4 separate regions of the Mus musculus genome follow, and all the other regions are linked to region 2. The links are chromatin contacts, called in public HiChIP or PLAC-seq maps. All regions are on one chromosome and are shown on one strand. Each heading gives the region's core, a stretch centred on a gene start, on an enhancer-like site or on the middle of the called end of the contact. The rest is flanking DNA. Distances are from core to core; before and after follow the strand shown.

What was found. HiChIP or PLAC-seq counts read pairs in DNA pulled down with a chosen protein or histone mark.
Region 1: a FOXA1 HiChIP or PLAC-seq map of pancreatic cancer cells shows a contact between it and region 2. The contact joins two enhancer-like sites. A contact is called at or near these places in 1 of 484 Hi-C or Micro-C datasets (uterus), 4 of 115 datasets of contacts at active chromatin or transcription factors (the NIH/3T3 cell line, embryonic basal ganglia, embryonic fibroblasts and 1 more) and 1 of 9 other capture datasets (embryonic stem cells).
Region 3: an H3K4me3 HiChIP or PLAC-seq map of embryonic basal ganglia shows a contact between it and region 2, with 3 times the contacts expected there. The contact joins two enhancer-like sites. A contact is called at or near these places in 5 of 484 Hi-C or Micro-C datasets (the N1E-115 cell line, embryonic fibroblasts, embryonic stem cells and 2 more), 4 of 115 datasets of contacts at active chromatin or transcription factors (craniofacial prominence, embryonic basal ganglia, embryonic limb bud and 1 more) and 1 of 9 other capture datasets (embryonic stem cells).
Region 4: a contact with region 2 is called in an H3K4me3 HiChIP or PLAC-seq map of forebrain, with 5 times the contacts expected there. The contact joins two enhancer-like sites. A contact is called at or near these places in 6 of 39 promoter capture datasets (the 3T3-L1 cell line, cranial neural crest, frontonasal cranial neural crest and 2 more), 1 of 15 datasets of contacts at CTCF or cohesin (the NIH/3T3 cell line), 9 of 484 Hi-C or Micro-C datasets (3T3-L1-derived adipocytes, cerebellum, embryonic fibroblasts and 4 more), 13 of 115 datasets of contacts at active chromatin or transcription factors (VIP interneurons, craniofacial prominence, embryonic basal ganglia and 9 more) and 1 of 9 other capture datasets (embryonic stem cells).

Annotation. Positions count from the first base shown.
Region 1 is chr9:41,486,950-41,494,302 of GRCm38.p6, forward strand. The region is part of intron 3 of Mir100hg (Mir100 Mirlet7a-2 Mir125b-1 cluster host gene); the gene reads left to right. Among named protein-coding and RNA genes, the nearest start is that of Mir100, 41 kb to the right of the region's middle. Within about 2 kb of position 1,357, at least 29 of the 459 cell types and tissues checked have an H3K27ac peak or open chromatin away from gene starts, as enhancers often do. A contact at or near this core is called in embryonic fibroblasts and pancreatic cancer cells, where this site is marked.
Region 2 is chr9:41,857,164-41,864,460 of GRCm38.p6, forward strand. All of the region lies in intron 3 of 6720432D03Rik (a long non-coding RNA gene), which reads right to left. Among named protein-coding and RNA genes, the nearest start is that of 6720432D03Rik, 15 kb to the right of the region's middle. Within about 2 kb of position 3,743, at least 85 of the 459 cell types and tissues checked have an H3K27ac peak or open chromatin away from gene starts, as enhancers often do. A contact at or near this core is called in the N1E-115 cell line, embryonic basal ganglia, embryonic fibroblasts and 2 more, where this site is marked.
Region 3 is chr9:41,459,546-41,466,651 of GRCm38.p6, forward strand. All of the region lies in intron 3 of Mir100hg (Mir100 Mirlet7a-2 Mir125b-1 cluster host gene), which reads left to right. Among named protein-coding and RNA genes, the nearest start is that of Mir100, 68 kb to the right of the region's middle. Within about 2 kb of position 5,051, at least 76 of the 459 cell types and tissues checked have an H3K27ac peak or open chromatin away from gene starts, as enhancers often do. A contact at or near this core is called in the N1E-115 cell line and embryonic basal ganglia, where this site is marked.
Region 4 is chr9:41,583,284-41,589,882 of GRCm38.p6, forward strand. All of the region lies in intron 4 of Mir100hg (Mir100 Mirlet7a-2 Mir125b-1 cluster host gene), which reads left to right. Among named protein-coding and RNA genes, the nearest start is that of Mir125b-1, 4.7 kb to the left of the region's middle. Within about 2 kb of position 3,183, at least 67 of the 459 cell types and tissues checked have an H3K27ac peak or open chromatin away from gene starts, as enhancers often do. A contact at or near this core is called in embryonic fibroblasts, forebrain and pancreatic cancer cells, where this site is marked.

The sequences.
Region 1 (7,353 bases), core at 107-2,606, 370 kb before region 2:
AATGTTGAAATTGAGACGTCCCCTCCCCACCTTCTGCCCTTTCTCATTCCCTTTTAAAGAGGGAGCATGGGTTTGATTTGTAACTCTTCTAGTTTGTATTTGATGGGATCCTTTGGAGACCTACCGGGCGAGGGGCAGAATCATCGATAGTAGCTTTTACTGTAATCTCAGAAAACTTCTTTGCTCTCCTCCAGGCCTCTACTGTTCCGAGCATGACCCATATCTGTAATAGAGCCTTCCTACCACCTGCTAAGGCTAGCCTTTCCTTTTCTTCAGAGTAGAGATAGGGCAGTGTCAAGAGACAGAGTCAACTCTTGTCACCAGCCTATTCTTTTACCTCACCCACAGGAACTTTCCTTAGGCAACTTTTTTTCCCATTCTAATGCCCTTCCCCTCTTTTCTAGAATCTCTCCAGAATACATTCAGTTCATAACCTCCTGGAGCTCCCGTGAGGCTGTGAACGCATGCAGCATCCAGTGTACACATTTCTTTCTCCAAGTGGGGAATGCTTGATGTGACGTAGTGCCAGGACAACCCTGGGACCTTGCCTCTACTGAGTTCAGCTCTCAGATCAAACAAGTCAGTAATCTTTACACCCTTGATCATGTCACTTACTTTCTCCAGGTGCTCTCATGTGCATGACAGAGATGGTAGTGTTCTAACCTTTGCAAGGATGAAATGAGGAATCGGAAAGTTCGTACTCTGGTACCCAACTGCTGGAGGTTTGCACCGCAGTGTGCATCTTACTAATATGTCATCTTGAGAAAAGTCATTCACCACTCTGAGCTCACCCCCCCCCCGCCTTAACTGGGGTTAGGGTCTACAAAGGGACTTATATTTGATCTTATGGAGTGATTTAGAAAACTTAAAGTTACTTGGAAAACTTAAAGTAGAACCTGAATGCTGGTAGGCTCTCGATTAATGTAAACTATTACTTTAGAATGGCACCCAGTGAGCCTAGATTACCTGTTGCTCCTCTGCCTGCTTATTCCTCGAGATTTAGGTGAGGCCAATCCACTTTGCAGGTGCAGGTCTGTTGGCTAAAGGGATTTTATGTAGAGCAGGCATTCAATGATTGGTGTTCAGTTCTCTTACATGACACCAATGCCTTTTGGAGGGAAGTCTTCTTGGAAAGATAGCACATTCTCTGGATTTTCAAAAGCTTATGTGCTCTAAGTGTGGGTTGGAGACTCTTTTTCTTAATTGAACACAGCAGACATTTTGTGTCATGTTGATTTCCTCAGGATATGAATCAGAGAGAAAGAAGTAAAATCTTGTCCTAGGAAGAAAGGGAGCGATTGGCAGAAGACTTGTCTCTGGTAAGGCAATTTACACACTTGTCTTTTAAGGGGTGAGTCACCATCTATGATACATTTCCCAGCAATGTCTAAGAGTTTCCAAATCTGGAGTTCACACTCGAGCCAGATAAGGGAGAGGAGAAAGGGTCTTATAATTCACCTAGTTACCACTCAGAGCCCTAAAAGGGAGCTCAATGGAAATGCGTCTCCTACAGCCCTTCTTTTAGTCACTAAGACGAAGAATTAGCTAATCATGTTCAAATTTACCACTTTCCAATAGCAAGCATTAGCATTCCAGGAAAAAAATAAGCCACCCGAAATCTCTCCATCAATCTTCATTTATTTATTTTTTAGCTATGATTTTTATGCTAGCATGCATCTTTTTATTCATTGCTTAGGCTAAGTTTATCTTATAGCGACACTGTAAACTTTTAAAAAATGACCAAGGCCTGTTTTTTCCTAATAAAAATTTGACTTTAAAAAAGTTGTCTTATGCCCAGTTCATCCAGATTACAGGGTATTGGGGACTTCTATCCTGAAAGTGTTTCTTGGCTATTCTAATAATAGAATAAAAAACACTAATATCTTGCCATCTTCACTGGGGTATGTTCAGGACTTGGCGTCATTCATGGTACGAGCTTAAGATGTTAGTTGAATGAATGAATATGGCTCTCATATGTATAGGTTTTAATAATCTTTGGTGAGCCTTCATTTCCTCAGAAACCCTGTCTGGGTGGTTACATCTTTATCTACTTCCCATCCCCACAAAAATCTTAGTTTTTTTTTTAATATATATAAAGCCAGTATATGTCTGAGTGGAGGCTTACCTTTCCCCTCAGTTCTTAGTCACAGTATTTTATTGACTTAACCTGAACATTTACTAAGCAGACATACTTGTGTTTTAAAACCCAGATCTCTAAGCTCAACCTCATACTCAAATAATGAAGAACACATGTAGATACTACTTCTAGCATGTCTTTCTGTTAGAAATCTAATTGTGTGTGTGTTTGTGTGTGTGTGTGTGTGTGTGTACAAAATACAATTTGTCCAAAGTTCACTTTCATTTTTCGCTGACTCCAAACTCATATTTCAATCACCTTTCTACAAACTTAGCCTTTTCATATTATATATATTTGAATATGAAATATGAGTATGACTTGAGGTTGAAATTTTATTTATTTATTTATTTATTTATCTATTTATTTATTCATTCATTCATTCATCTTTTTTTTATAGCATAGCACTGGGATTGAACCGAGAGCTTCACACACACTAAGCAAGCACTCTACAACCAACACAGTCCCTATACTTTTAAACTCTTTATCACCAAGATGTCCTTGATCAAATGACTGGTGGCCCAAGTGAGGACATGGCACAAGTTGTGATAAATCTTAGCTTCACTTACAGTTCTTTATTGTAGAGATCAATATCGTTTACCTTTCGTTTCATTGCTTCTTTAGAGTTCAAGGTCAGCCAAAGATAGATATTACTGAGCAAGGAGACAGGGTCTCAATCATTGAGCTCCTTCAAGGAAAGAGCCATATCAGAAGATTATAAATCTCCACATCTAAATCCAGGAACTGACCATGAGCAGATACTCAATTCATATTATTATATAGAACTGACAACTACAAAAGTAATCCAAGGACTGTGAAACAGACTTGGGACTTTGTCTACAACAATGGAGTCTTGGATAGGTTGACTGATCTCTGCCCTCTCTTAGATGAGTCTCTGGGCCTCCTTTACAGGACTAAGGGGAATCTGTGAGTCCTGGATGCAAGGCCTTAAGAATACTTTTTTTTAGGTAGGAAAATCTCTTCTCCTTATATAAGTAACCGTTCAAATGATGGTGTTCTTATGAATACTCAAAGCGATGAGGCTCTCAGCGACTCACTTTTTTATTTTTATTTTTTTATTTTTTTGGACAAATTCCTACAGCCCTCAGTTTCTAGGGTTGCCCCCTACTTCACATACCAGTGTGGTCATAGTTCCTGGTGCAATAAAATTATCAACATGTTAAGCAATGGCATCTTAAATTTCAGAATTCTGAAACTCAACAGGAAGATCCTGGAGCCAAGCAAGTCAGCAGTGTTGTGAAATCAGTTAAGCTGGGGCTTCTGGCATGTGTGAGCTGTCTGCCACTCTTATAAATCTGAGGTAGAACACCCAGACAGAGTGTTTCAGAAAGGTTAGTACACGAGAATTCATTGACTCATTGTTGGGTGCTGAGTGACTAACAAAGTTACTGCACTTGTCTGTGAAAGAAAATCTGCACCTTAACAGGGCCCGGCAAACAGAGTTATCCCATGTGTACAAAGGAGCTGTTCATTGTCAATAGCTCACAAACCTGAGCAGACTTTAGAATCACACAGAAGACTTAGTATAGGCATTTGAATGCTGTTCCCAAAGTCTCTGGTTACTTACAAGGTGGGTTGGATACTAGGAAATGGTCACTAGACCAAGATCAGTGGAGCTGGTGAGATGGCGCACTGGATGGAAGTGCCTGTTGTGTAAGCCTGACAACCTGAGTTTAATGCTCCCTGGAACTCACAGTAGAGGAAAGAATCAACTTCTGAAAGGTGTCTTCTGATTTCTAATGCATACCCATGACACATGCCCCAACATGACTGTTTGTGGCATGTACACACACACACACACACACACACACACACACGCCATCATCATCATCATCAGTACAATAATAAGTATAAGTATAATTTCAATAAAAGAACTAGCAAGTGCTGCTGAAACAGAAATGGGTTGAGATGACAAGAGCATAGTGCTCTGCTGGTTTCCTTAAGTCTCTGAGGTGACTTTGCTTTGTTCTAAGTCAAGCTCAAGCTTCCAGCTCCTTCCTGACTTTGTACAAGTCATGAATGTGGTCTGCTCCAAATTCATTCTTTTGTTTATTTGTCTTTTATAATCTTGTTTCATGAGACAGGGTCCCATTCTGAAGCTCAAACAGGTATGTAACTCACTGTATAGTCTGAGATGACCTCAGCTTCATAGCCAGTCCTCCTGCCTCAGCATCGCAAATGCTGAGAGCACAAGAGTAAGCCACCACATCTGGCTAAAACACCCTTGGATTAACTGAAAAATCTGTCATCTGAATCTTTAAAACAACAGAAGGGAGGTGTGCCTCTGTGCTCTGCCTGTGGTGTTTGCCACCAGTGGCTTATCTGGGCTATCATTAATTTCCCAACAAAGGACATATATTCAGGTATCCTACTTTATGATCTAAGTGGACAATGGACTATAATTCTCTATCAAGCCCTTTTGGGTGAGATTCTTATTTCACATAGGCATAGGCTATATTACACTAGTGTCTTTTTCTGGAAGCCATTTTCATTGATTGACTTCAGCTCAATACCCAGTGCTTGATTTAGCAGTATATGCCCACATGACATAAGAATCTGACTCAAAAGGACAAGATATGATCGAGGCTCTTGTTGAACCTGCATTCTAGCAAAGGGAGATAGATAATAAACACAAATAAAACACATAAATCAATATACTCTGGTTTTGGTAGTGAATTGATTATTCTGGTTTGCCTTTTTGCTACTGTGATAAAATATTCCAAAACCAACTTGAATAAGAAAGGACTTATTTGGTTTATATTTCCAGTTAACACTCTCCTTTAGAGAAGTCAGGGCAGGAACTTTAGTCAGAAACTGAAGCAAAGACTCAGAGGAAAGATGTTTACTGGCTCGCTTCCTCTGATTCATGCTTAACCGGCTTTTTCAAACAATCCAGGATAGCCTGTTTATGGGTGGCATTGCCCACAGTAGATAGAGCCTTCCCACATTAACCAATAACCAAGACAATCCCTGTAGACATGGCTCTGAGCCACACTGATCTGGACAACCCTTCGGTTGAGACGTTCTCTTCCTAGGATACTGCACTGCATAAAATTGAAAAGAACAATTAACCAACAAATGAATGTTGAATTTTATTTTTAAAAGGCAAGGTGAGGAATGAGGTCCAAGGCTGTAGAGGCAATAGGAGAATTGTGTGCCTGGTTGCAATTTTCTACAGGGGTACCATTAGAGCAGAGACCTGATGAAGGTGAGACCAAAACCTTGTGCCTGGGGCAGAGAGTCATAGACAGAGAAAATATCAGACTAAAGCCCAAAGACAGGGATGCACTTGATACATTAGAATACAACAAAGAGGATGGTGTGGCTGGAGTAAAGACTGCAAAGTCAAACTAGTAGCTTTGTAAATCACTAATAAAGACTTTGGGTTTAATAATACAGCCAGAGTCACTTTAACACGTTAGGGAAGAGCTATCTTTCCCAGAAGGATCTACTGAAACATTATGCAGATATTAGGCTGAGTAGGATAAGGATAGAAGACAGGAGACTCTGTAATTAGCTAAATCACGAGATAAAGCAACTCTGGTCTTGGGTTGGCCACCGGAGGTAGCAAGGTGTTGCCCGACTCTCGTTCCTTTTTTAAGTAGAATTTAACCGGGTTTCTTGGTAGGTTGGATATAGAAGATAAGATAAAAACAATTTAAAAACAGAGAAGAAGCCAAGCTGTGGTGTTGTCACCTAATGAAAGATATGAAAATACTATTGATTAAGATGGCTATAGAAGAATTGGGATTCAGGCTTTGGAAAAACTGAGTTTGACATGACTATTAGAAAGCTGGTTGCAACTATTAAGCTGGTTGTCAGTTATGTATGTATGAAACTATGTTGAGTATTTCTGCATTAAAAGTGCAGATTCAGAGATAGTGAGATGACTCACTATTAAAGATACTTGCTACCTGGCTGGACAACCGAAATGTGGTCCCCAGGATATACATGGTAGAAGGAATGAACTAAATCAGTTAGTGCATGCTGCTCTAAGACCTTACACACCCATGCATAGGTACAAACACACCACGCACGCAGACACACATGCACACACACACTAAATAAATAAAAGGTAATATAATAAATGAAAAGTGGAGATATGGTAGTTTTTACATTGTTACTAAAACCATGAGGCAGAATGAGAATTTTAAGGGAGTGGTGTAGCTAAAACAGAGAGGACAAGTATGCTTAGTCCTGCTGGGTGGTGGTGGCGCACACCTTTAATCCCAGCACTTGGGAGGCTAAGGCAGGTGGATTTCTGAGTTCGAGGACAGCCTGGTCTACAAAGTGAGTGCCAGGACAGCCAGGGCTACACAAAGAAATCCTGTCTTGAGAAAACCAAAACCAAACCAAACCAAACCAAACCAAAAAAAAAAAAAAAAAAAACAAAACAAAACAAAAAAACAAAACAAAAAAAAAAAACAAAAGTCAAGAAAACAAGGTGAGTGGAAGGAATAAAGGAACAAAGGAAGGAAGGAAGAAATGAAAGAAAACAAAAGAAAGTAGAGAAAGGAAGATAACATTAGACACTGAGAAGTAACTACTTGCATAAGATTCAGTATCCTGTTAATCAGCAGTTGAAGGGGCTTAAGGTTAGTGAGATAGCTCAGTGGGTAAAAGCCCTTGCTCAGAAAGCATGGAGACCTAGGTTTGGATCCTCAGCACCCATGGAAAAGAAAGCCAAGCAAGCTGGGCATGGGTTCCTGTGCCTGCAGCACTAGCCTTGTGTCATGGAGACAAGCAGATCTTGGGAATGCACTGGCCAGTTGGCCTAGACAAAATTAGAAGCTTTCAGTTCAAGGAGAGACCCTGCTCCAAGGGGACAAGGTGGAGAATGATGAGCTAGGACATCTAATATCTTACTCATACATCCACATGCTCACATTGGTGCACACACAGAGTTATACACCCACATGCACTCATGCACCACAGGCACACACATTTGCTGCCCCCCACCAATACCCATAGATGGGAAAATAAATATAGACATAGAAAAGAGAGGAAGTGTCTCAAGTAGAGGCCAACGAGTAATAGCATCAAACACCTTTGCTATATCCAGTGCTAGGAAGAATGAAAATTACTAGTGGGGTTCCACAGCTGGACATCGTTAGCGTTCTCAAGGAGGACATAATTGGGTCCAGTGGTGATGGGGAATGCCTGACTTAAGTGGCTTCTGAAAGAACGCTCTAAGACTT
Region 2 (7,297 bases), core at 2,493-4,992:
CAGAGAAGCAGGAAGCTGGCAAAGTGAAAGGTGGTAATTTCTCAAGGCAAAATCACAAATAAGGAAACACAAATATCCCCCGCCTCTTGAGAGCAGAAGGTTGCCACAGGGGTTAGGAAAACATCGACTCCAACCCTGCTTCCCCCCTCAGTTCTGGCTCTTGGTTACTCTTTCTAGGAAGCTTGGTCTGATTTCAAGGGGCCCCCAACCTCAGTAACCCTTCTTTAATTCCTACATGGAGAGTTGAAGGTCCCTTGTTAATCAGACAGAAGGGGCTTGGGAAATTGAAGCATCACTCCCTGTACCGGAGGGGCCTATGCAGACCTCTGTGATCATTGCCTGATTGGGAGCATGGGCACCGTTCTTTGTTGTACAGCGGGGACTTGTGTGCTAGGTGTTAAGTCTCACTCCGAGGCACCACAGCAAAGAAGATTGAACCAGCTAGCTACTGTCTGGGATGTTCCTGTCTCATCGAAAACCCCGATAGAAAGGAGAGCGTGCAGAGATGAAAATGTTAACTCCCTGTTTGGAGGGTAAGGACGTGTTCTTCTCCATAGAGTGAAGAGTAAAGAGGGATTTTGACTTCTAGGCCCCCAGTTGGGGTTTCAGCAGAGAGTAATGAGCAGTGTAGGTTTCTCACCGAGGACTCATTTATCTGGGTGCCAATGAGTAAGCCCAGCTTCCCAAGCTTGAAAATTTAGATTTATTGGGTGCCAGAAATTGCACTGGACCCCATTTAATAGGCCCGTGTACCATGAAGGTGAGGATAGAAAGATAAGAGTGAAGAAGGCAGAGTGGGTGGTGGAGGGACACAGTGTGCAGACATACAGAAAAACCTGATTAGCACATTAAATTCTGGCCGCAGCAGGCCAGGAACACACGGGTCTGGAGGGAGTATTGGTTTATGAAGAGCAGAGATCAGATAAATCTGTGGGAAGAGACAGAGGTAGAGAAGAGGAAACAGGCTCTCTTAACTTAAAGAGAGAAAGAGACAGGGGGAGTGGAGGGAGGGAGGGAGGGAGGGAAGGAGAGAGGGAGGGGAGGGAGGGAGGGAGAGAGGGAGAGAGAGAGAGAGGGAGAGAGAGAGGGAGAGAGAGAGAGAGAGAGAGAGAGAGAGAGAGAGAGAGAGAGATTCTGAAGTGTCCATGAAGAGAAATAAACCTGCTGTTAAAAAGGTGGATCAATAGAAAAGCCATTTGCTGGTTTTTTTTAAAAAAAAAAAAGAAAGAAAAAGAAAAAGAAAAAGCATCTATCTTGTTCAGCCTCTTGCTCTGATACAGAAGAAAGGCTTTGAGATTTGTGGAATGTGAATTTACATAGAGAGGCTCTGGAATATCAATAACCAGCCACTTCTGATGTGAGGAGAAGGGCTAGGCTGAAAGGCGTGTTTGTCGTGGGGAGGAAGAAAAGATAGGGCTGATATCTAAACTCCGGGCTCCATGGCGATTGCTCTGCCTTCCTGAGGTGTTACAAGGTTTTCATATGTTCTCTATTTTCTTCTTGGGGTTGGTAGAAACTGTATAAAGATGAGTTTGCAGGCTCTGAGATATTTAAGTGAACAACAGCCGTGGAAGGCAAGCCAGCTGACCTGTGCCTCTATTTTCGTATGATGTCACTGCGTTTTTCCTTTGTACAAGGAACCATACCAGATCCGTATGTATGAGAGCTACTTCACTCATTCACCTACTCGTTCAAAAAAATCTGGAGATGGAAAGATGAGTAAGGGCCCATCCCATCACTAACCATAAATGTTCCTGCCCCTCTGGGGTACGAGGAGCCAGTAAATTCCCATGACGAGACGAGAAGGTGGAGAGCAGGGAGAGGTGACTTTGTTCTTTATGTGACAACTCACTCTTTTGGGAACTCACTCCCTTTGGCGAGTCAGCATTAGTCACCTTCCAATAAGCCCTACCTTATGAAGTCCCCACCACCTTTCTCTTCTGCCAAGGTAATTTAAGGGATGTGTTCAGGCCAACGAAATACCTATAGCATTTAAAGATACAAGTGCATGTGTCTACCTTGTAAACCATGCAAACACACATCATAGAATGATTATTCTATAATCTACTCTTCTTCTACCAGAACACGACCAACACAATCCCTTGCATTTTATCCAGCTTCTTGGTGATGTGGCTACATTTATATCTTTTGCACATGGACAAGATGGTAGCCCCTGTGACACAAGGCAATTAGATAAGATCTTAAAAAAAAAACAACAGGCTGTGAACAAGGCAGATGTTTAATAAAATTTGAAGCTCACAGCTGTCAAGTTACACAAATCATTCTGTGCTTGCAAGAGTGAGACGAAGATGGTTATGGAATTGTTGAGGGAAGAGCATGTGATGGGTTTAAAGAATAAAGATGGGGATGTGTGTGTGTGTGTGTGTGTGTGTATACACGCATGCACACATGTGTATGTGAGTATATGTGTGTGCATAATCTATATATACATCTATATGCACGATATGCTGGCATAAGTATATGTATGGCATGTTTATTGTGATGCAGGAGCATATTCAAAGAAGGGAAACAAGTTTTGCAAACAAGCATCTTTTTAACATTCAAGGTCACCTGTTCTTTTTTCTTTTCTCTCTCCCTGGTCACCTTCTTCTTCCATACAAACCCCAGAGAGCTTGGCATCTTCATCCATTTCATCTATATACATTCATTCCCTCTCCTCATGGATACTCACCTACTACCCTTAGCTTCCGCACACATCTTTCCCACACCATATTTTAACTTAAGCATATTTTAACATAGTCTACAGTTGAAGATAAAGACCTAAGAGCTGCAAAGCTTCGGAAATGAGTCAGCACCAGGCTGCTGAGCATGGGACTGGGAGACTGAGACACAGGAGAGAGACGTTTCTCTCTTTCCTGGTGTGTGTGGGGATAGGTTAAAGAAAGGAGGCTGTTTGTGTGCTGTTTCTTTCTCCATGGGGCAAAGCCCTCTGGAGAGTTATCACTTTAAGTCAGTCTGTTTCTTTGCTGGCTTCTGTGGACTTTGCAATTGCCTCAGAGTATATGTCTGATGGCAAAAGCCTCCTCGGTTACTAGTTTCTAACCATCTCACCCCCTGCACGAGAGGTGCCTTAGGAGGGTGGGAGGAGGGCAGTGTCTTTTCCCAAACTAGACTGTGATGGAGAGTATAGTGAAAACACTTACTAGGATTATCCAGTGCTTGTTGAACCTGGCTGCTCTTTTTTGGGTATAGACATCGAGGGGTAGAGGACAAGCTTGAACTCAGAGCCTTGGACTTACAAGAGGTAAACTTAGTTTTTCTGAATCAGCTCCCTCCTCTGTGAGATGAAGACTTGACCATCCATCCCTCTGTTTGGCTATGTGCTAAAGGAAACAAACCGATCCATACTCTAGCAACTAAAATAACATTCCCTTCCTACCTCCCGGGATCATAAAGCAGAAACACAGATCTGATGCTACAAATGAGCTTTGAATTGTGTGTGTACAAAACTGGAGCTAAGAGAGAACTTTTGCACAAGCTTATTACCTGTGCCCTGTGGATGCTGTGTGCTTTGCTGGACCTGCAAGGGTTATTTTTGCAGACGACAGCCGACCCCCCCCTCCTGCACACCCCCTCCCCCAGTTTCCGTCTGTGTAGCTCCCAGCAGATGTATTAAGTATAGTCTTGGAGCCTTTCCAGGCTCTCTCTTTAAGACACAGAATGTTGAATATTTCCTGCACACAGCAGGCAGCTCTGGCCTGGCACAGTGCCAGGAAATCTGCTGGGTGCCGTCCTGTCCCCACCCCTTCTCCAGTATCTGTGCCCCAGCCCCAACTTGTCCAGATTCCCTGGGGCTTCCTTGGGAAACAGGGTAAAGTTAGAGCAGAGACTGCCACTGCAGCACCATGGCTTACAGCCACAATTACCTGCCCCCTGCTCCCCTGCTTCCCCCCCCCCCCCAGGGCGCTATGGAAGATGGGAAGGGAGGCTTACTGCTAGCTGTGCCTTTGCTTGCTGAAGACACCAAACCCCTTGGGAGGCAGAGGGGGCATCTGAGCTGTCTTGAGGTGGGGCCCTGCCTTGGTTGAGAAATGTCCATAAGAAAATGAAAAGGCAGAGACGTGAACAAAGTGTTGCGTTTATGTCAGGGGCTGTCCCCACCTGCAGAGAGTGGGAGATAGGCCCTCATCTGTCTGCTTCTGCAATGCGAGCTGTTTCACTGTAAGGTCTCCAGGCTAATGCCTCCTTCCTCCGGCAGCTGCACAAACTGAATCCATATTCCCCTGCAAACAGTGCCAGCAAGGAAGGGATGGTAGGAGTCTCTGGGAGGACTCCCCTTTGGATCCATGTCCTCTTTCTCTTTTCAATCAGTTGGTGAACTCCCTTGCATAGGTCTAACATGAGCGCCTCACTCTGGACACATTTACATTGAAGCAGCAACTAGGACTCTGCCTTTTCATGTCCTCTTTTCTTGTGATCTCCACTCCTTCTGTCTGCCCAATTGCTCCTCAAACTCCCCCCATGTTTGTTTTTAATCCTCTAGCGGGTAACATGGTCACTTGTGACATCCCTCCATTGAATGCACATCCTTGTTCCTAGCAGCAGTAATTCAACTGGCAGTGCACAGTCTGCAGTAGAGGAGAGAGGAAACTAGACTCCCCAAGGTGCTAGGACTGGTCCAATCATCCAGAAAACACACAGACACCACTTTCTACCTACAGAGCTCCCTGGAGCCTGATCCCTCCCTAGTGAACAGGCCTTCTATAGCAAGAAAGCCCTGTTATCAGAGTAGCATGCAGGACAGGCAGAGGCCCTGAAAGAACAGGAGAATCAAGGCCTCTCTGGTGAGCAGATGGTCAAGCAGAGAAGGACTTAAGAGACAGGACTGCCTTCCCCTGTGGAAAGAGTTGCAGTCCTAAGTCCAAGTTCAAGCTCTGCCCTTAACCGACTTGGGTGGCTGCAACATCTTCTGACCTCAGGCCCTTCACTTATAAACCAAGACAACTGAAACAAATAATCACTAGTACCTCCCATCTCTGAGATCCTTTGATTCTGTGACTCCTTAAGTGACCTTGGCTTTGGACCCCACCCTGATATAAAACCGTATCCAAACAGGCTGTGAATTGAGGGAAATGTCATGGAGAATATTTAAAAGACCAGTCCCCGAATTCGCAGAGTCTGACGCAGTTCCCAGGTGCCCACACTCTGTGCAAGGACAGGATTGCTGGGTTCCTCTAAGGTTGCAGTGGCCACACCGTCTAGATGGATGGTGTGTCGCCATACTTACTGGAATCTGCTCAGACAGCTTCAGCTGCTGGAGCTAATGAGAGAGGGCTTTTATCAAATGCTGGAGGTCAGCGGATGGGCTTTATGGGAAGGGGAAAGGATGGAGGATGCTCCATCACGATCGTGAAAAGGCTTTTACAGTAAACCCTGCTTGCTATCCATCAGGAAAAGACCAATACGTTGTACTGGAAGATGGCTAATAGGAAGTCTTATAGATGGTGCCTGGGTTATCCATTTTCAAAGACTGAAGGAAACATGGAAATACACAAAAAGCAACTCTATTTCGACAGATAAATTCTCCTTGAGGATCTCCAGTCCACTCGCACCAGTTTTGCCTGGGAGTACTAAGCTTGGGTGATTATGTTATCTGTTGCAGAAACAAAAGGCTCTTGCTTGTCAGCCCTGTTGAAAAGCAAACAAGGACAATAACAGTGTAACAGAAATGGTTCAGATCTCCTCACTGTCTCTTTCTATCTCCCCTACTTCTGCCCCATGCCTACCCAGAAATGAGATATGGTCCATTTCTGTAAAGAGCCTTGGAACCTTCCTCCCACCTGTGTCTACGCACACTCCCTCTAGTCTGGAAGCTTCCCCCATTCTCATGGTCCTCAACCCCACCTGCCAAGCTCAGCTGACATCTCCTTCATGGTCCAATAATTCCTCCCACACACTACAAAGACCCAATACTCCCATTTCCACATCCTTACCTTCATCCCCTCAGCCATCACTGCTGTGCTCTGTGGACCACATAGACAGATCTAGTCCTTGCATGTTCCCTTGGAGGAAAGGTGACAGACACCATCCCTGAAGATGTTAATATTCTCACTTAGGAACATTTTCCTATTCACTGATATATTTATGTCTTGAAAGCCTAGATCATGGCCTATCCTCATCCATAAAAGTCTGTAAAAATCTAAGAGAAGGATCCAATTTCAGCGATTTGTATTTCTCTCCCCTAGCATGAGACTTGGCCTATGATAGTAAGCAATCAATATTTACTGAATCAAAATGAATATAATAAAAAGGCACCTTGGCACATAACACATCAGCAGAATGCTGGAGTTGAAAATGTTAAGCAAACGTAAACCCTGAAACCACCCCACTCCATGTGTATGTGTATTGTGTGTACCTGTGTGTGTGCATGTGTATGTGTGTGTGCACATATATGTGCATATATATGTGCATATATATGTGTGTATGTGTATATGTATGTGCAAGTGTATGTGTGTATATGTGCATGTGTATTGCATGTATAGAAGCCAGATGTTTCTTCTTTTAATGTTTTCTATGTAGTTTGTTTCTTTGTTTGTTTGCTTACTTTTTGAGACATAATATCTTCATTGAACCTGAAAATTGCCCATGTCAGCCATACTTACTGGCCAGCAAGCCTCAGATATCTTTCTCCATCCCCTAGCTCTGGAATGACAGACACACACAGCAATGCCCAGCTTTTATATGGCTGTTAGAAACCATATAATAAACGTAGCTCATCATGCTTGTGCAGAAAGTGCTTAGCTCACTGAATCTTCTCCATCCCCAGATGCTTCACTTATAACTCAGAAGTTCAGACCGTTTATGCCAAGCACGAAGGGCCACTGTCATAACTATCCTGTAAGGTTTCTGGAGTTTGTGGCTAGAGCACCGCCTATGCAGGGAGCTGAAGACTTAGAAGTATAGAGGGAGAAGGATATGCTTCCTAAACTCATGGGGATTTATGCTGTAGAGGAGGGAAGAGTAAAAAAGAGAAAGCTGGGAAACAGGGCTTTACTGTTATAAAGGAATCAAGGTAAAGATAGAAAACGGGATGAGAGAATCAGAACTTCAGAGAGACGCACAGGAAATTTATGTTTGGAGAAGGCGAGTGCTGGGTTCGTGATCCTTGAAGGAGTTAAATAGGCAATCCAGAAAAGAAGCCATTCCAACAAGAGAGTGTCTTGGTGGAGGGAGAGAATGGTAACCGAGATGATAGAGCAGGAGAGGAGTGAGCAGGGCTGGCAGAACCAGTGAGAAAGGAGGAGGTCAGAACACAGACAGAGTCCCAGGCGTAGGC
Region 3 (7,106 bases), core at 3,801-6,300, 400 kb before region 2:
ATTTCTGTATGACCAGTTGTGGTCTGTGTACTAAGTCTTCGTGTGCTACATAAAGAGGTAAAGGAAAAGGTGTTTGTAAGAATGGGCACCTTCTGATGAGACTGCATATGTTTGACAGAGTCCTTCCTTGCCATCTGGATCTCCTAGCTTCCCCCTGAAGAGGAGAGAGAGAAAGAGCCAGCAGATCTTCAGAAGATAATCACCACTAAAACTACGCAGCATTACAAATCTGTGAAACCAAACATGGGTTTAACAGATTGCTACGTGTCAGAGTCATACAGTCCATTAAACTGCGTTTAAATAAAAAAAAATTGATAGCCTTATTTATTTTAAAATTAAATGAAAGAGTGCTATCATGTCAAATTGAATCACTCAGACCTCATTTCTATCGAATAGTCATACTCAATGCAGACTGGAAAACAACCATGCAAAATGGGTCTCAAGCTGACCTTAGTGTCTGTCCTCTTCCAGTCTGCTGGGAATGAGTGGAAACACTCCTCCTTTTCTTTGTTAAGATGGGGAGACCCAGTGTAGAGGCTGTGAACCTGTAGCTTTGAAGGGGCATGGAGAGCCTTGAGGCAGGATCTTGTGCTATCTAGAGTAAGACTGCTACAATTAAAAACATGCTGAGAATGTTAAGCATAGAATATTGATGATATTCTAAAGCAATTATCTTCTACTGGAGGTGCAACTGTGCCCATTCTGATTGTAGCTAGCGATGCGGCTTAGGTGCAGGTTGTAGGAGGCAGTGAGTGAAATAACCCAAATGCTCTTCCAGGTGGCGAGTGGCGAGTGTAACAGATCAAGATTTGAGTGTCATTCCTGTGGAAGACTTCTTTGGGATTCGTAAGGGTCAGGATGCTGATTTAGGGGGGTTACAGTGTGACCAATTCGGGAAGACCAGAAATCATTCACAAATGGAAAATTATCGGAGCAGAAAGGCATTTCAAACATATACAATGGCACAGGACATAAAATAACTCCCACCCATACCCCTCCACATCATGTTTCCTGACCTGACACCCCCTCCCCCGGCCCCCTCCCCCTCCCCCCGACCCCCTCCCCCGGCCCCCGAGGTATTGACTTCTCTCTTCTTCGTACTGTTAACTGTTTCTTTTTGTTTTTTGTTGTTGTTGACTCACACTTTCTGTCATTGAAACACCTATGGTGTGGGCATCCACCACGGCAGCAGGTAGGTCATATGATAGATCCAGAACACATCTACTAGTGAAGCAAAACGTCCAGAAGCTTTGGGGAGCCTTGAATGTTGAACAAATGCATTGAATGTTCCACCAACTTTCTCTAAGCCAGGGAGCTCTTTGCTCTCCACGCTTACATAAACTTTGAACACTGGTTTATATAACACTGGTGCTTAGAGAGCTCCTTGCCTGTGTAAGAAATCCCAACACAAAAGGAAACCAAGTGGAAAAACAAGGAAAATTCCTCTCGTTTACTCACGGTTTCCCCCCAAGCCAACCTACACAGCTGAAGAACATCTTTGCCCCCTACTGCTTTGAGGCTCACGGGGTATTGTGTATTTGAGAAGAAGGGCTCTTTTGTACCCTGTACGTCAGGTACACCCCCACCGCCAGCACTTAGAATCTTCTACTGCATAAGGTTCTTAAATTTGTGATACTATAAAAATGAACAAGAACAGCCAGGGCTATACAGAGAAACCCTGTCTTGAAAAACAAACAAACAAGCAACCCCCCCAAAACAAAAAAAAACAAAAAAGAATGAACAAGAAGGACTAATTTCTCTTCCCTGTGGAACACAGAATATGAGGAATTCTGGGTATTTATGTGGGAAGGGAGCCTTTACACTGCCTTTTCCCACAAAGGATGTATTTGGAGACAAGCTTAGAAGGAGAGAGACATTAAAGTTGCTTCTTTTAGTCTCATTAAAGATGCACCTGTGTTTTCTTTCTTGCTGTGGCTATTCAAAACTGTTGCGTTCTAGACTGCCGCCAGTCACGTTAGGTGGGTGTTTTCCTTGTTATTGTTTTGGTTTTGTTTTTTAGATGTGGATGGAACTTCAGAAACTGAACTTTGGTCATGCCCTGTCTCAGAGTTCAGAGTGGTTTGCACCTTTCAGCTCCGGCTTCTGAAATCAATGTACAATGTTGAATCTTGGATTTTCGTGGCACATTTCCTGAAAGGTTTATCTCTAGGCCCATCTTGTTTTTTTCTTTCCCTGAGAAAGACCCACATGTAACTTTGTACCCCACCGAGGAAATGTGTGGAACGTTAAGAGGCGAGCATGGTCTCCGTGGCCTCCCTTGACAATGGTGCTTACTTGCAAAGGCCGGAAGAACACAATGGTTCCTGCTTCCTCTTGGGTCCTGCCGGGTTTGGTTTTTGCTCTCCTGCGCCACCTGCTGTCAGGAGCACCACAGGCCTGCTTCCCGGCTTGCAGCCCTAGCAAGCCCGGCAGGAGCCAGAGCCAAACCCTTGGTCCCAGCAGATGTTGCTTAGGCTGCCAGGTTTCTGTCCAGACCTTATCTTTGTTGCCTCGTCTGGCTCCTAGCTCAGAATTCCAGTGTCCCCAAATGACTTGCCTTGCAGTCACGCAGACCCTGAGCTCACTGGCCAGAAGGAAGGAGTCTGCCAGTTTGAGGGCTGCTGAAGGGCAATTCTTGCTAGCTTTCTGAATGTGTGGTCAGTGGAAACTTGCTTTAGCAGTGAAAACGCACAAACATTTCTTTTGAAAGGGCAACGGGCATATGACATTTGTCCTTTAATGGACTTTCATCACATCCTCAATTTGTACCAATTGACAGCCCCCACCCCCCACCCCTACCCCCGTCCCAGTTTTCTCAAGTTTGATTTTTGGTTCATTGTGTTGTTTAAACTCTTGGGACTTTCCTGCATCCTCACCAATGAGTTAGTGATTTTAAACAAAGGACCACAGAGAGAAAAGGTTTGCTTTTCTTGCCTTCCGATGGTTCCCTGTTCTAGTCTGATCAGCTCTTGACAATAGGTTCTTACACATTTGTCCCTTAAACATATACTTACACATGTAATATAAGCATGGCATATTGGAGGCTCACCTCAAAACGTCACTGTAATGCCAAGACTCTAGCTGATCAAAATCCTCTAGGTATCATTTTCGAGGTAGGTCTCACTCTGTAGCATAGGCTAACCTCCAACTTATGGTTCTCCCACCTTAGCCTGTAGAGTGTTGGGATTACAGGTGTACCTCTGTGTCTGTCTCAAACTTCATCTAAAAAATTCTTTGCTATTTGTCTATCAAAAGGGAAAGGTGGCCCCGAGATCTCAAATGCTCATTTCCAATTTAATTCCTTAAATAAAGCTGACTTTGTAGAATGGCTGACTTCTGCAGTTACTCTGATAAGCGTGAGGCACATGACCAGCAATTGTTTTTTGAAATTAGAAGGGAAAAAATAAAACTCAGAAATATATGCATAAAAGAGACTTGAGATAAACGCAAGTCAGAACTTCCTGAGAGCAAAGGTTACATGATACTCTTGGGAAAGAGAAGAAGTGAGTGGCTGTGCCAGCAAGAGCCCTCGAGCGAGGGGGCACATTCATTTTGCTCAGTAAGCACTTACTAAATTCCTGCTCTGTGTTAGCACTGGGAGGTGCTGGTGTTAAGTACAGCAACTGACCACTGGGAACATAGAGGACAAGCAGACAATTTCCATATACTTTTTTTAAATGGCTGGGAGAGAGCATGATGTCCAGATAAATACACACATCCAGAGGACTGCAGTGATTGGTTGACCTACAACTGCCTTGATTTGAGAAGTCCTTTCAGCTCTTTTCTAGAATGGGATGCTGACTTATAGATCATGTCATCCAACCTTGATGACTTCAAGAGTCTCTGTTTTCTGCTTCTTGGTTTGCTTGTGTCCTTCACACAACAGCCTTCTGTGTATTAGGAGAGAGAGAGCAAAGCAGGTAATCCTGTTTGTCTGCATCCAAGGAATGTGGTCCTTGAAGCATCTTTGAAGCTGGACACCTAGACCAGGAACTCTCCTTGCAAGTCAACATGACATGGAGAGGAAGGAGGGACCCACAACCAGGCTGCTGCTCAGATGAAGCACATGGTAGCTACTCTGAGTTCCAACAGGTCATTTGGCAGGTAGGAAATTAGAGGCTAAAGGACAGGGAGCCACCTGTAAATCTTGGGGAATAACTCACTTCCATGTTCTAGCCTGTATCTGCTCAGACTAGGAACCTCTGAGGGGTATATCCTCCCTCCCCAAAGAGGCACCTTTAAGACTGGGCAGGATGGTGGTGGTGATGGATCAGCCAGTAAAATGCTTTCCTTGCCAGCTTAAGGGTCTGAGTTCGATTCCCAGGATCCACGTAAAAATGTTGGGTGTGGTGGTAGAGGCTCACAACCTCAACTCGAGGGAGGCAGAAGCAGGACGATCTCCAAAGTTCACTGGCCAGCTTAGCCTAAGGAGAAATCCTGTCTTAAAGGGAGTGGCTTAAATTCCCAAGGATGACTTTGGTCTATGTACACAGCACATCTGCATCCTCATGTGCACATGCACCAATACATATACATATGAAAACACACACACACACACACACACACACACACACACACACACACACACACACACACACACACACACACACAATTTTAAAGAGGCACTTGGCAATAGCAAGCCAGTTAGTAATGGCCTGTTTCGATTGAATACCCTGCCAAATGGATTGGCATTAGAGAGGTGGTGCTTCCAGCCTCCTCGGGGGACGTTATTCAATCTATTCTATGGCAGCTGGTGTCCTTGTTGCCCTGGACCGTGGTCAGAAAAAGAAATAGAGGGAGAAACAAAGATTGTGGAGTGGCTGCAGACCCAAGCCCTCCAGGCCCACTTGCCCAGGGCGGGGCCCAGAGGGTTAGTGCCAGGCTCTGTGTGGCTTCTCCACCCCTTCCCAGGCCCCTCAGAGCATCTGCTGGCTTTCAGAGTTGCAGTCACCCTGAATGGGTCTTTGTGTGTGCCCCAGGAGCTGGCTCAGAGGAGCCCTGTTGAAATGCTTTAGCGATGTCTCCTCAGGACCAGGCGTAACCCGGCATGGTGCCCATCTTGTGAGGGCAGGCCTTTCTGGTGCTGTTCCTTGCTTTCACTCTGAGAGCAAGCCTGACCTGGAGACATATTCTGTACTCCTGAAAATGGATATCATAGGCAGGCTGTGGGGGTGACTGATATTTCTCTCTCTCTCTCTCTCTCTCTCTCTCTCTCTCTCTCTCTCTCTCTCTCTGTCTCTCTCTCTCTCTCCTCCCTCCCTCTCTTCCTTCTTCCCTCCCTCTATCTGTCCTTCTCTCCTTCTCCCCCTTCCCCTCTGTCTCTGCCTCCTTTCCTCTCTCCCTTCCTCCCTCTCTCCCTACCCTGTCTCACTCTGTCTATCTATGTCTGTCTACCCTTCTCCCTCCCTCTCTGTCTGTCTGTCTGTGTCTCTGTGTCTGTCTCTCTGTTCTCCTCTCCTCTCCTCTCCTCTCCTCTCCTCTCCTCTCCTCTCCTCTCCTCTCCTCTCCTCTCCTCTCCTCTCCTCCTCTCCTCTCCTCTCCTCTCCTCTCCTCTCTCTGCTTTCTGCCATCCATACATGGCCATGGTAATATTCACAAGAGGGGCAGAGCCATCTTTGGCTGTTTCAGTGCTGTCCAGGTCCTGTGTTGATAGTTCAGTACTATTCCTTTCACCTTTCTCAGTCATTCTCTGAGATGCACCAATTTTACAGCTTCCACTCTATGGGTGGAGAAGCCAAAGTTTAGACGTGGGTAATCAGAGTACCAGGGAATTCTGAGCGGAAACTTAAAGACAGAATTGGTTGGATATGTGAGTCTCCCGCTTTTTACAGGGTTTGAGGCATCTCTTGCCAGACACACTCTGAGAGATCCCTCTACTCCTGGGTGCTGGGAGCAGCAGAGGCTAAGTGTGAGAACACGTAGACAGGCTTGTGCTCACTTGGGTCCCTTTGTGCTTGCATGGCCATCCCTTGTGCTTTGGGTCATAGTGAGACTCACTGTACATGATAGAAGGAACTACAGACATAGAAGAAAACTCTTGTGGACAACTGCATCATCAGACTTTGACTTAAGAATCTTATTGCTACTAAGTCCAACAAACCAGGGAGCTCAAAAACACAAATGGTACCAAAGACCACAGCTCAGGGCTCTTTCCTCATTGCTGATGATGGTGGTCACTGCCCTGTCACTGCCCACACAGTTTAATGTCCTCTCTTGTAATGTAGTTAGTGAGGGGTCCTTCCAGACACCTGGACCTGAGATTTCCCTGGTCAGACAGGAATCTTCCTTTTGCTTCCTTTTTTCTTAGTAGATTAAAGGAGTGGTTGATGGTGATGTCATCTTCCCCCTGCCTATCTTCTCTTGTATGTGACAGGCCCAGTGCTGGAGAGGTATAAAGCTCTAAGCACAACCTTTTTTTTTTCCATTTTTTATTAGGTATTTAGCTCATTTACATTTCCAATGCTATACCAAAAGTCCCCCATACCCACCCACCCCCTCTCCCCTACCCACCCACTCCCCCTTTTTGGCCCTGGCGTTCCCCTGTACTGGGGCATATAAAGTTTGCGTGTCCAATGGGCCTCTCTTTCCAGTGATGGCCGACTAGGCCATCTTTTGATACATATGCAGCTAGAGTCAAGAGCTCCGGGGTACTGGTTAGTTCATAATGTTTTTCCGCCTATAGAGTTGCAGATCCCTTTAGCTCCTTGGGTAATTTCTCTAGCTCCTCCATTGGGAGCCCTGAAGCACAACCTTTTAAAGGACAAAATCACTGATCATAGCTGAGCCAAATAGGCAGCTGTGAAGGCCTGTGTCTCACAGGAAACCAAAACAGCATCAGAAATTCGAGCAAAAGCGGACATTCTTAGTTAGCTGTGCGCTTTGGTAAGGTGCTGTTGGCCATCTTGAATTTCTTTCCTTTCTTCTCCACTCCCTACTATTTTCTTCTCTTCTGTGGCCCCTTCTTTTCTTTCTTTGAGACAGAGTCCTTTTACATTGCTGATGCTGGTCTTGACATCCTGGGCTCAGGATCTTTCTTCTATAGTAGCTTGGACAATGGGTACATGCCACCATGCTTGGCTTTTGTCTTTTCTTTATATAAAAATTGA
Region 4 (6,599 bases), core at 1,933-4,432, 270 kb before region 2:
TTTTTTTTAAGCATTTATCGCAATTTGACTCATTTTAATCCAAACTGCAGTCAAGAAAGCATTTTGTATCAGAACGCTGAACTGAGAAGTGTGTAACAACTGTGCTGTGTCTTTTGTTGAAACCTCCTGTGCGGCTGTAATTTAACTATTACTTGGCAGCATTTGGTGGAATGTGCTTCAAAGCTTACAGTTCTGTAAGTGATTGCCCGTGAGTTTATATAAAATAATTAACGATTCCCCACCCCATTTCAGCCAATGCGTATGTATAGCTATGTAGAAATTATGGCAGTACAACAGTTTAACTCATGGGCAATATATATACTCACATCATACATGCAAAAGACCGGCAGACATTTGGTGCTTTTGAAGGCAAGATATGTACGCAGCCTATCTGATAGAAAACGGGTGCATGATCAATAAAGCTATGATAGCTGTAATTTCTCTGTGATTTCAAATGATCGGAAGACATAACTAATAGCAAATGTTTCGGTTTGTACTCTGGGGCACTTCTCTTTTCCCCAGGCTTTCTAGTGGATTCCTCCCACTCTCAGACTAAAGCAGGGTGCTCAGGCATTCAGCAGGGCGTGTGACACACAGGTTTTTATATTTTAGCAGGCAACTGCTTCATTGCAAGGGCAGGTTTCTCAACAGCCCCTCTTCCTCATGGAGCCCATCAGTGAAGTTCAGTGAAATGAATAACATAATTGGTGGTTGGTTCAATCACTACCAGTCTAGACTAGCCCAGACGCATCAATTAGTGGGGACTGTCTTTTTAGAGGGAGAGTGTAACCGAAACAAGCAGGCTATTATTGATACTGATCTTTAAAAGCGCAAATCCAGCCTGGCAGATAAAAAAAAAAAATAAGGCTGGGAGCTGCAGTGGGGGTGCACTGGGGGAAGAAAAGAGACAGGGAACTGGAGCTCAGGGCGCAGGAGGACAGGAAGCTGGAGAGAAAGGGGGGGATAATGAGTGGAACGCTCTCCTGTGCCTCCTAGGAGCACAGTTAGAATTCAGTTCACAGGGCTCAGTGGCTCACCATTTTTTACCTAGCTGAAACACACAGACACAGACACACACACAAAACCACCTCCTTTTTAAAAAGTCTTGCTTTTTTTTTTTTTTTTTTTTGGTCTGTTCAAAATCAATGCAGTTGAAATTTAACAGCTTAAGCAAGCCCACTGATAACAAGAGGAACCAGCTGAAACCCGTTTTGCAATATCTTGCCCCTCAAAGAAAAATACAGAAAATGCTTAATTTTCAAATCTCTAATTGCTCGCTTCCTTCCTTCCTTCCTTCCTTCCTTCTTTCCTTCCTTTCTACCTTCTTTTTTCTTTCTTTCTTTCTTTCTTTTTTCTTTCTTTCTTCTTTCTTTCTTTCTTCCTTTCTTTCTTTCTTTCTTTCTTTCTTTCTTTCTTTCTTTCTTTCTTTCTTCTTTCTTTCTTCCTTTCTTCTTTAAGGAGGCATGCTAGAGAAACAGTAACTCATTTTAAAATCTGGCACCTGGAATGAAATTTATGGGCAAAAACACCTTTATACAAAAAGTTTATGGCTTCCCACAGAACGCAGTGAGATTAGAATTGAGCGACTGTAACAAAGGGTGATTTGGTGATTTTGTAGGGTTTTTCTGTTTTTTTTTTCTTTTTTTTTTTTTCTGGAGGGGAAAACAGATGATTTAGAAAGTGTTAGGAACATATCAAGCCCCAGGGAAAGAAAAACGTTTGATTGGTATTAATTAAAACACTGCTAATATATTCTAATAAAATCAGATTTAACATTCTAAACTAATCCGCCTAGCATGTCAAAGGCAAAGAAAAGTATTATCTATCTTATTTGCATCTGGGCAACTCGAATGCATTTGCTCATTCGGCAGAATTAATTTCTATCACCAGTCTATTTAATCTCCTCACAGATTTAAGCAAACTTATTCTTTCAGGCTAAAAGGGCCCAGGGTGGGGAAACCATGGACGGTATTTGGAAGAGCAGTGACTGTATTTGGGGCCCATTTTCTGGCTGACCATAGTCTTTTCTCTTCATTCGTTATAATGGGATGTGGAGAACGGCAGAGATTGCAGAGTGATAAACGGCTCAGGGAGTCTTTTTTTTTTTTCTTCTTCCTCCTTTCTCTCCTTATATTATACCTGGTGGCTTATTTAAAAAATTTGGTTGCTAAATTTTAACAATGGCATTTATTTAGTGCTGCCAACCTGTTCATGAACATCTAATTTTTGTTTTCTAATTTCAGAACCTATATCATCACAGATTTCTAATGGAAAATAAATAGATAGATAGATAAACAAATAAAGGTACTTATACCAAAAACCCATTATTTTTCTTAGCTATTTTCTTTTAAGCTTCAGTCCTAAGGGTCAGTGAGGAAATATAAAATTTCAATCACCAAGAACTGAGTTCTTTGTTCTGTTTTTAAGTCAAATATCTCTTTGGGAGAATTCCATATTTTCATGGAGCATGGAGTTTCAGCTCTTTATTGCTAAGCTCTCCCGACTGATAACATCATCCTCAGATGGTATTATGGCCAAAATATTTTGCCTGAATATTAGTCTCCTGAACCTGATAGCCCATGCAAATATGAACCTAACACACACACACACACACAAAGATGAATGGGCCGGAAATGCTGAGGCCCGTATGGGTGTGTTTCTATAAGGAGGGAGTCTGCAGGCTGTGGGGAGGTAGACTGCCTGCAGTCTGCATCACGGAGGTGGCTGCAGAGATCTTTCTCCATTGCCTTTTCAAGTCTTCAAGGTAAAAGAGCAACTGCAGTTTGGTTTCACTTGTATTGTTCCATAATCCAGGCAATAAATGCTAATTAGTAATGCTCAAGGATCCGACCATTCAGAGTAATTATCATAATTTACTTCTTCCTTGTTAAAGACATTCCTTGCTGATTTTAAAAAAAAAAATCAAGTCATTCTGTCCCCCATTACATTACAGTGAGTATTCACTAGAGAGATGTTCAAGGTCCACTCAGAGCCTCATGGCTGCATTTGAAGTCACCCGACATGTGCCTTGGCTTATTCCAAGTGGAGCCACAACTTAATTTCAAAAGCAGAATTCATGTAAATGCATCGAATTCTGCACATGCACCAGGAATGTATGATTTTTATTTTACAAACCCCAAAGGCTCCTCCTTCCGGGCCCACCCCTTTTTTCTGAAACCACTTATGAGCAGAACAAAGGAATGTACTAACTGTGGAGGCAGCATTACATGTGAGCAGTCACTGCACTGTGAAGTGTGCGCTACGACAACATATTTCATCGTACAGAAGTGCGGATAATTAAATAATGCCACAGCAACCCTGACTCATTAGCAGAAAGATCTTTAAGGAGGAATCAAGAAGATGGATCCAATCAACTTGGAGAGTACTCTTCCTTCTCTGAGATCTCAAATATATTTTAGTTGGTTGGTGATTGATTCATGCAGGGCTCGAGGACAAAAGCCAGTTTCTCAAAGCCGAATGCGGATCTTTTTTAGACGAACAAACTGTATGTCTTAGATGAGTTGGATTTAACATAAGGCTTAATGTTTGGAGTCAAAGGTAGAGCGTGCCACCTTGATGCTCATTTCCCCTTTTATCCATAGATCTAAGAAATGCCCAACCCTTAACCTTTCAGTTGGCTTCCTCAACATGCATGTAGCCTCTCCTACATTTTCTAATGACGGATGTTCAAGTTCCTTATTGCTTGAACCAAGTAAGTATCATCGTCACAGAAATAAGCAACTGTACTCAGTGTCTTCCAGGGTCTCCCCCTACTCCATTTCCTTTGTCTAGGTGCTATTCTCAGTTTTCAGTGTCCATTGGTCCTTTAAGGGGGAGCTCCAGGTTTAACTTGAGGGCTATAAGCATTGGAAGAATAATTCCCATTGGATACTGTACAGAGAAGCCACCTGCAAAATGTTGACGCTGTTATTGAAGTCTCAAGTGGAGTCAGCTTTCAAAAAATTAGATATTAGATACATCCGGCATAATTTGCAATCTGTAATTATACTAATGTGCATATAGCTGTGCTTTGCTTTATCTGTAGCCTACTTGAGTGTGTCCCCATCACCCCCCATCCTCGGGCATGTCTCATGCTTGGAATTGCTTGGGAGGAGAGTGCTTTGTAAGTCAGCTTAGGGTTTTTTTTTTAATTCCTTGTTAATTAATACAAGAATAAAAGGACTTTGCTTCATGTGTGCTTCCATGAGAATGAAAGTGGAAAACCTAGATGTTGCAAACTCTTGATCTTTCAAAGGCTCCTCACTGGAGAAAATTTGAATTCTTTGCAAAATATTTGCAGTTCTTTGTGAGTTTGGTCTTCATCCTGGCTGTGGATAACTCGGAAGCACAGAGAACAACAGAAAAGTACATATTACACATAAGGAATCCATTTCCTTTGTTGGAATCAGAGACATGGCATTTGCCAGAGATGATGATTTTTAATCTAATAAAAGCAATCAAACCATTAACAATAATAAACAATTTTCTGTTTTTCCCCTCCATTTTGCATGTCACGAGATGAGTAACTGAGACTCTTATCCACTAACTTCAGTTCCCTTTTGGGGCCTCAACACGATTCCAGAGATCTACTGATGGCTCCACTGGGGAGCCCCCTCCAGCGAGCTGCCCCCCCCCCCCAAGATCTACCTATTAAGAAAAAGCCCAGGCAGATCACAGTGAGTTGGCTGGTCAGCCTGCTACTTGCCATTTGCCATGTATGCAGTAGGTGGTGAGCTTGTCGAGACAAGCTTAGAGAATTGTTACAGAGTAAGACTATGTGAGGCCCTAAGTTTTTGCTTCTTCATTCAAATTACAAAAAGGATCTCAAGAGAACTTTGCATTGAATAGATGATGCTACTCCACTGCTCTTGCAATTAGGTAGGTATAGAACCCAAAGAACAAAGCTGTAAAATTTTTAACTCTCGACAAACATGTGGAATCTGACCTTTCTCCTACTGTCCACTTCATATTCATTCCTTAAAATTCCTTTTAATAGTGTTTATAATATACATAGCATATAAAAGCCTGTTTTGCATGGGTTGGCTATATAAAACATCAAAGCCATATATAGCTTGTTTCTTTTTTTTTTTTTTTTTCAATCTTCTCACATATTCTTGGGCTTTCCATTAGTCACTACCTTTATGAATCATAGCAGTATTATAGGCACTGTCTTTTCTTAATGCAATACCATGCTAATTTATTCACGAATGAGTCGTACATGCATGCCAAAGCTTAACATCCCCAATATCACTGTTTACAAAATGCATTGCCTGGGCATAGCATTTACCCTAAGTCATTCTACCAGTTAGATGTCTCCTCTAGAGAGTCAGCATCCTCAAATACTCCAAGTATTTAATACAGTATGTGCCGTGGTGTATCCCGTTCAGCGTGCCTAGCTCATTGATGCGTTTCCATTGTGTGAGTATAAAGGAGAAGTCGATGTCAAAGGCTTTAGTTAACTAAAAAACCACTTGCAAATCCATCTCATTCATAACTACTTCTGCAGAGTAAGAGAGAAGCGTTAATAGCTCTCTTCTCAAATATCCTTATCTGTGAAGTGAGTAAGTGGGTCAGGCTAGGTAGGGTCTCAGTGCTTACCCCCTCTCAGAATTACTGAAGCTATGTCATAGTATAGGGGGCAATAGGAGCAAGGCCAAAACCTGTGAACTTATTTGTCCATTGGTACCATCAGTTGCCCTTCAAAGTTACATCTGATTCCACCTCCAGGGTCATTTGTTACTAATCTGCTTTATCTTGTTGAGAAAGCACCTAAGATTGGAGTTTATTTTTCAGGGAGGGATGGTGACAGAAAAAAAAGCAGCCTAGGGGCAAAAGAAAAGAAAACTAAAGCTTCCCAAAGGGAGAAGTGAATTCTTGATCCCAGTTATAAAGCCACATCCTTCAACATTAACTTGGAAGATATCCAGACACTGCCTTTCTGTTTTAGACCACACCCTCTCCCCAGCCCTTCTGCTATCCTGTGATTTCTTGTGGTGTGGTTTATTTACTCCATTGGATTGCTGCCTATAAGTTCTGTGTTTCTTGTTCCCCTTGGTTTATTTGAATTGTGGTCATGTTCTTTTCAGGAGCCTACAATGGTCACTTGACCACAGTGCACTTCCCAAACGAGACACTGACATGTTCAAGGCCATCTGGAAATGACCCCATCTCCTTTTCTCAAACCACTCAGAATGTAAAACCCCTTCTTTTATTAAGCCAAACTGGATTCCCCAGTCTCCAAATCTTTGACATGTTTACAGCTGACTAATTTCCTTCCTGGGTGCCCCAATATTCCAGTAACTCCTGCCTTCCTTCATTACTGTCTCCCTTTTCCCCTTTCTCCTACACTCTCCTTCTTTTCCCTCATACCCTCTCCTTCTTTCCCTTTTCTTTTTCCTTTCTCTTTATCACTACTCCCTCCCTTCCCTTTCTCTCTCCCTCCTTCCCTTTCTCCCTCACACTTTCTATTTCAGTACCATGTGCCAAGCTCTATGGCCGGCACTGAAAATACCAAGACATATTCAAGGGGCTAAGCAATGAACACCCACTAATTCCAGTGCCTCCATTCACTCCTGTATTGCAGCAGTTAGGCACCTACA